Regions from separate parts of the Triticum aestivum genome. Here region 1 is linked to region 2. The links are chromatin contacts, called in public HiCAR-type maps. All regions are on one chromosome and are shown on one strand. Each heading gives the region's core, a stretch centred on a gene start, on an enhancer-like site or on the middle of the called end of the contact. The rest is flanking DNA. Distances are from core to core; before and after follow the strand shown.

Region 1 (3,920 bases), core at 59-2,558, 230 kb before region 2:
CCGGCGGTCCGGCGCGCGGGTCTCCGGGTGGAGGATGGTGATGGCGAGGCCGCGGGAGTGCAGGGCGGCGGCGAGGCGCAGCATGGGGTTGATGTGGCCTTGGTAGGACAGCGGTAGGAGGACCACGCGGCGGCGGCCGCGGTTGGTGCTGCTCGGCGCCATGGGTGACTGTGTAGGTCCGTGAGTGCGTTGTGTGGATGCAGAGGAGGTGTTTCTGTCTCGGAGAGAGACGCTGTCCCCTCCGACCTGCAAGAGCTAGTTTGGTTCTTGTCCAGAGCGGCATATGCCTGGTCGAATGCGCTTTCTGGCCTGGACGTACTAGATTCTCAATAAGTTTTGGGGCTGCTACAAATCATCCGACTGATTTTTGGGGAAAATTAGTCAGGTCGCGCGTCGTTGGATTCATCTCCTAACAATCGTTGGATCAGGTCAACGCGACCACCAACCGCGTCGCCACATGGACGCAGCACTGCATGCTCAGCGGCAGGAGCCGCACCCCCTTCCCACTGCCGAAGATGAAGCTACACTGCAGCCCCGATGAAGCTTCATCGCTGTCGTCGACGGCGCCGGTGATGCTACACTGCAACTTCAACACCACTCCATCGCGACTCAGGGCCGCCGGTGGAGCTCCATTGTAGCCGCCGCTGAAGCTCCATTGAAGCACTGCCCACCGCATCACAGCTCCGGCTCGCCGGTGAAGCTTCATTCCTGTTGTCGACGGTGCCGGCGGTGCTACACTGCAGCGCTTACCCCGTTGCATCGCGGCTTAGGCCACCTGTCATCTCCATTTGCAGCCGCCGGTGAAGCTCCATTGTAGCATCGCCTGCCGCGCCGCAGCTTGGGGCTCACCGGTGAAGCTCCATTGCAGCGCCGGTGAAGATTCATTGCAGCTTTGCGTGCTCATCGCAGCTCCGGGCGCCGCGTTGAAGCTCCATTGCAGTCGTCAGTGAAGCTCCATTTGCAGCCGTCTGCGAAGTTTCGTGGCAGCACCGAGCTTCGGGCCTCCGCGCGAGCTCTGCATCGCAGCACCGGGGGCCGCCGACGAGCGCCCCGCTGCAGCACCGCTGTGCGCATGCGGCGGCGGCGTCCGATGCTGTGAGGACGATGGGGTCTTGCGATGAAGCACGTGGCGGCAATATCTGATGCTGCGATGGTCGCTATCATTCCTCACCCGGTTCGTGTTGGCGGTGGATTGGTGTGGGCGAGCATGACGGCCAGAGATGGCAATGGCTTGTGCAACGGCGGCTGTGCGCGCGGTGCAGAGAAGTGTGCAGCGCGGGGATGAGAGGAGAATGGATCTTGACGAAGGACTCGAATGTGTGGAGGAGAGCTACGCGTGAAGATAAGGCTACGTGAGGATAAGCGATGGTGGGCCCCAAAGGGACACGCGTCAAGCGGGAGAGGCGGCGGACGCACAGACAAAATCCTCCGGTTTATTTAGAACGTTTTCCATAATTTTTTGCGTGGTCAGGAAGACCAGACGGAAAAGGGTATGGTTCTTTTTTTGGGCGTGCCTATGTCTCGCTTATAGGTAGACGTTGGGCAGCCTCGCCACAGCAAGGGCGAGACTGGGCCGGCGCAACGTGCAGAAGGCCAACAACCTCTTTTTTCCTTTTTCTTTATTTTTTTGTATTTTGCTTTCTTTTTTTTACCTTTGGTTATACTTTCAAATATTATAAATACTCCCTCAGTTTGGAAATACTTGTCGGAGAAATGAATTTCCATTTCTCCCACAAGTATTTCCGAACGGAGGGAGTATATACAATACGAAAAACACTTTCTATAAAATATTTGAACTATATTAATCTAGCATTTGCAATTTAGTAAATGTGTATAGAAGAAATGTTTCTCATGTATATACAAATATACAATGTGTATGAAAAAGTTGATCATGTATCTAAAAAATGTTTATTAAACATTTTCAAAATGTTAATAAAGCATTTGAAACATGGTAAAGATGTATAGATTTTTTTTCTCATGTATACGAAAAATGTATAAAAATATATACAATGTGTATGATTTTTTTTCATGAATTTAAAAATGTAATCTCATTAAAAAATTGTTAATCAAGTATTTGAATTTTTTTAATCAGGCATTTGAAAAATGTTAAATGTGTATAGAGTTTCTTCCTTATGTATACAAAATATGTATATAAAAACAATACAATGTGTATGAAAATGTTGATCATGTATTTCAAAATGGTAATCAAACATTTGAATTTTTTTAAATGTGTATAGGGAAAATGTTGACCATGTATACAAAAAATATACTAACTGTATGAAAAAACTTGATCATGTATTTAAAAATGGTACTCAAGCATTTGTAAAGTGTTAATCAAGTATTTGAGGAAGGATAATCACGTTGTTGAAATATGCTAAAATGTGTATAGAAAGAAACATTTCTCATGTATACGAAAGCCAATGAAACCGACAAAGAAACAAAAAAAATAAGGAAAACCAAAGAAAAAAAGAAGTGAAATTGAGACATAAACAAAGAAAACCAGTGGAAAATCAAAGAAAAATAGAAAAACCAGAGAAGAAACGGAAAAAGGAAAAAGAAAGAACGCAGAAGAGCTAACAAAACCAACAAACTCGATCGAAACTAGCGAACGAGGAAATTTTTTATGAAAATGGGCCAGCCCAGTACCTACACGTGGGGGTGAAACATTCAGCGAGGCGTATGTTAGTCTTGCTGTAAGCGAGATATAACATTTTGCCCCATGTTATAGGATAAATGTTAGGTTTTTGTTTTTTGAGAGAAAAGTGTTAATTCCTAACTGGTCTGCATACTTATTAGGTTTAAAGCTTCAGCCCATGAGCCCATCCATCAAGAACTAAGTCATCTGATTATTGTCCGATAAAGCAGAGTTACTCCTACGATAAAATGGTAGATATGTTATTCGACAAGAGTCGCGATAAAGCTAAACGTCAGTTTCGTGCTGGTGTCATGTTTATCCTCATTTTTTTTTGTAAACTTGGCATCAAGAGGTATATGCGCGAGTGTATTGCTTCTCGACTGGGAGTTGTAAAACGTTTATCTATTACTCCCTCCATTACTGAATATATGTCTTTTTAGAGATTTCACTATGGACTACATGCGGAGCAAAATGAGTGAATCTACACTCTAAAATATGTCTATATACACCCGTATGTAGTTTGTTGTGGAATCTCTAAAAAGACTTATATTTAGCAATGGAGGGAGTAGAGTAATGTAAAATTTCTTGTGGGCCATTAACAAAGTCAGAATTGCATTGAGATCGTTTAGATAATATGTGTCGTCCAAATATTCAGTATCTATACCTATTATTTATTTAATAAAAATGCCTATTGTTTTCAGTATTTTATTTATTTTTATGTTGTGACGTGCACCTTTGCCAGGGAGCTTTTTTAATCACAAAACATGTATCCATCAATCACCCTAATTCAAACTCATACACTTGAAACCCAAACATGAACCAACTACGAGTCCATTAGAGCAATGATTACTCTCTTATACACACATTTTTTGAAAAGTAATGGAGATAATCACAAACTATAAGGAAGCACAATACTTCAAAACATTGCAAACAGGTGTATACAAATTACGTCACACCACTAACAATTATAAGTGCCAAAATAGACGAGTGCAGCAACACACTCCATCAATGGTCTGGTTGACTGGGTGATTGCCTCCCATGGGCAGATGAACCGCATGTGCACACACATACACCGCTATGCGTACCCCTTGGTTTCTTTTGAGTTTATGAAGATTTGACCAATAGTAGTAATTAGGAAGGATCCAGTGTTAATTATCCCTGATTAATTTATGAGCGCTTATGTAAATATATTTCTTGATGAAACTAATGATATTGATTTAGTATTATAAATACTCATAAATTTATTTTTCTATAGCTTAGTCAAAGTTTACAAAGCTTAACTACA
Region 2 (3,683 bases), core at 884-3,383:
ACGAGAGGCACGGTTTTGCTTCCGCGAGAGGCACTCATTTGCTTCCGCGCGTGCATATCGAAAACGGAAAAAAATGCATTTTCCTTTTTTTTCCTTCTGCGAGAGGCATGGGTTTACTTTCCGTGGAGGCACAGATTTGCTTCCGTGAGAGGCGCAGTTGTGCCTCTTTCGAAAAGAAAAAAAAGTGCTCCCGGTTCTTTTTTTTTGTCAGGTTTTTTCGTGAAAAAAAAGGTCGTCTAAACCTATTAGCGTGAGATCTAATTTTGAAGATCTCGACTCGGGAAATCCAACAAAGAAAACAATTTGAGATTTGAAAGCACAATTGTAGAGATAAAACATTTTAAATAAACAGATCTATGACAAAAGAAAATTTTCAGGTTATAAGTGGTGCACATTCAATGTGATGTGTGTCACTTGTCGTAACCTAGGAAGATGGAAGTGACATTTAAAAAGAATGCTTGAATGCTTCTTAATCAGTAATTTCGGACATACCGACCAAACAGTCGAGGCTAAGGCTGGTTGTAATGGGGAGTATCATATACTAGTATCATGCATATGATACTAGTGTATGATATTACCTCCCTAATGCATAGTATCATATAGTACCTTATTTATTGCCATGCATGACACCTACTAGTAGTATAGCATTTATTATGATACGGTATCATGATATGATACTTAACCCTCCCTTTCTTCATTTAATTCTACGACACCTCATCAAAATTGCCTAGTTGGCAATGCATGATACTAGCTATGATACAACCATTACGACCAGCATAAGGCTGGTTTATAATGGGGAGTATCATATACTAGTATCATGCATATGATGCTAGTGTATGATACTACATCCTAATGCTTAGTATCATATATTAGTATCATGTAGTACTTTATTTATTGTCATGCATGACACATAGTAGCATAGCATTTTTCATGATATGATACTCAATTCTCTCTTTCTTCATTTAATTCTATGTCACCTCATCAAAATTGCCTAGTTGACATGCATGATATTAGCTATGATACTATCATTACAACCAGCCTAATGCAGAACAATCTACAACCACCTATGCGTTGACCAGACAGCGTTGTCATCCACCGAGGCAGAAGCTTCCCGTGATGGAAATGAAACGAAATATTAAAGCAAGTCAGTCAACATGAGAGTGATGTTTTGAATAGAATTATTGTATCAAATAGCAAATATCCAAGACTTGTACCATAAGTGTTACATCAGATGTGCCAACCTACAGCTGGTAGAACATCTTTTTCAAACCCATTAATAGGGGGCGTTGAACAGTTGGTATATGCGGGGTCCTTGCAAGTTTGAAAGTGACGAGTAGTTGCTAAAGGGCCACTAATCGTTCACTTGCCGTGTCAGTTCATGTTACTGCCAGAAAATTGTTTCATTTTGGCTTTGAAAGTTCATGCTACTCCCTCAGTACCGGTGCATAACTCATTTTATATTGTCAACCGCGATCAAGATGAAGGAGAAAAGGAGATAACTTAATTTTTACTTGCTAATTATAATACTATTGCATGTAATGAACTGATCCGTGCATGTTGTGTTAGGTAGTCTCAAGTCATTAAAAATATACACGCCCCATGTCTTTTATTGGTTGATTCGTCTATTCAGGCCAAGAAACAAGAAATGAGGTGGCAATTAACGCACAGCGTTTAAGTGTTTTGGGATTATTTGATTTTTCGACTTATGCACCGGTACGGAGGGAGTAGGACTGAGCGGCTCATTGTTTTTGTTTTCCGGTTTTTGTTTTTATTTACTTTTGCGATGGTGCCGCTCTTTCAAAAATAACCACAAAAGTGCTACAATGTAGAATATGGGTTGAATGTGCTACACGTTCCATTTTTGCCAACATAGTGCGCTACATTTACACAATATATGTGCAGAATTTCCTTTCAAAGATCAAAAAATGATTTAAACACAGCTAATAATGTCAAGTCCCTTGGCTCTTATGCACTAATTGGCTCGCGAACCGACTCGGTATAGACAACACACCTAATGCTAGAGCATCTACAGCTTCACTCAAACTAACCGAATGAAGCCGGTCAGTTTCCGGTCATAAAAATGTGACCCAACCCGGCATCCTAAACTGGCCACGGACATATTTGTGAGCGTCGGTGTTTGTACTGTGTTTGTGAGGATAGAGCGGAAGAATAAACTCTCCATAAAGCACACCATGAAAGGCCATGCCAATCAAAAATTAGCCTTTCTATAGACGCATCTGTTTCCCCAAGACCGAAATACTCTGCGGTGAAGATGAAGCTCCCCGAGGCACTCCGCTTTGTGCTCGCACTGCTGTTGCTCCGGCCGGCGACAACGGTGGGTTTACAAAGAAGCCAAGAAGCGAACAGGGTGGTTCCTTCCACTGCCACGCTCGCCGATTGTCCAAGGAGTTGTGGCAACCTGAGCATCGACTACCCTTTCGGCATCGGATCCGGCTGCTCCCGGCAGCCGGACTTCGACCTTCGCTGCGTCGAGAACAGCTCCGCGCAGGCTGCTGCTCCCAGGCTTTTCTTGCAAGACGGAGTCACGGAGATCATCTCCGATGTCTCTGGTACAGATCAGAACACGGATTTTCTTGCAGCATTTTCCCATGTCATCTCCTTGAGATCTGACGCCGACGTGTACAACATATCCTGGTTTCCTGGGAAATCTTTTCTTTTTCTTCCGGTCATCATACTCAACATAACAGGCTGCAACTTCGACGCCTACATGCTCGAACGTTCCTCCAACACGATGGTGGGGAGTTGTACAGTGACATGCCCTACAGAAGGCATCACGGATGCGGTGGCTAGACAGACCTGCAACGGTACAGGATGCTGCTCCGTCGTCATCGAGAACATGGTCACCAGCCTCCAATTCAGATTTGTCCGTCGGAGGATAGGGAAGCTGAAACTGGAGGGAAAGAGTACCCGTGGCCTCCTGTGGGATACAATTAATATAACCAGTGATCACGCTGCTCTGTCCTGGGTAATACGAGACGATCAACAATCATCGGCCGGCAGCTTGCAAAATAGGTCAGACTATGCATGTCGCAGCAACCACAGCGGATATACACAGTCCAACGAGTTATCATTTCTCGGCTATCTCTGTTTCTGCGATAGTGGTTACCAAGGCAATCCCTATATACTGGATGGCTGCTCCCGTGATAGAGGTAATTACTCCCACCTCCGGTCAAAGTATCAAACATATTTGTGGTTTTATAGCGTGTGCAGTCGGGTTTCTGAACTTTGTTAACAATGTCTCTTGCCTTAAATTGCTTATTTTATTCATGGCAAATTTTATCATGCTCCCTCTTACTTCCCCTTTTCACATGAGAGGTAAGAGTCCATAATAGATCTGAGCCCTTGATTTGATTAAGTAGTGATCAGATTTACTCTTACGTTCTTACCTCTCATATGAAAAGAAGGGGTAAGAGGGAGCATGTTAAAAGTACTCTTCATTCATTCCTTATCTATATGGCCTCTATAACTTAATATAAGACATTTTTTGACACTGTGAGATAGTCTCAAAAAACATCTTATATCAAGTTACGGAGGGACTATTTGTTATACCTTCTTCCTTTTTTCCCAAGAGTGTTACTTTCTTATGTCTAGTTTAGTCTTTAAAATAGGTTTAAGACAAGAATATCAAAATTATAATCATAGTTTCGGTCGGTCAATAGACC

What was found. HiCAR-type assays count read pairs that join an accessible place to other places.
Region 1: a contact with region 2 is called in a HiCAR-type map of leaf, with 5 times the contacts expected there. The contact joins the promoter of LOC123165733 here to the promoter of LOC123165612 in region 2. A contact is called at or near these places in 1 of 5 Hi-C or Micro-C datasets (leaf) and 1 of 1 datasets of contacts at active chromatin or transcription factors (leaf).

What each region holds. Positions count from the first base shown.
Region 1 is chr7D:593,441,551-593,445,470 of IWGSC CS RefSeq v2.1, reverse strand. LOC123165733 (DIMBOA UDP-glucosyltransferase BX8) reads right to left here and starts at 1,308. Exons shown (of 2, transcript XM_044583449.1): 1 at 1-1,308. The coding sequence starts at 162.
Region 2 is chr7D:593,211,138-593,214,820 of IWGSC CS RefSeq v2.1, reverse strand. It overlaps LOC123165612 (wall-associated receptor kinase 4), which reads left to right and starts at 2,133. Exons shown (of 4, transcript XM_044583297.1): 1 at 2,133-3,170. The coding sequence starts at 2,273.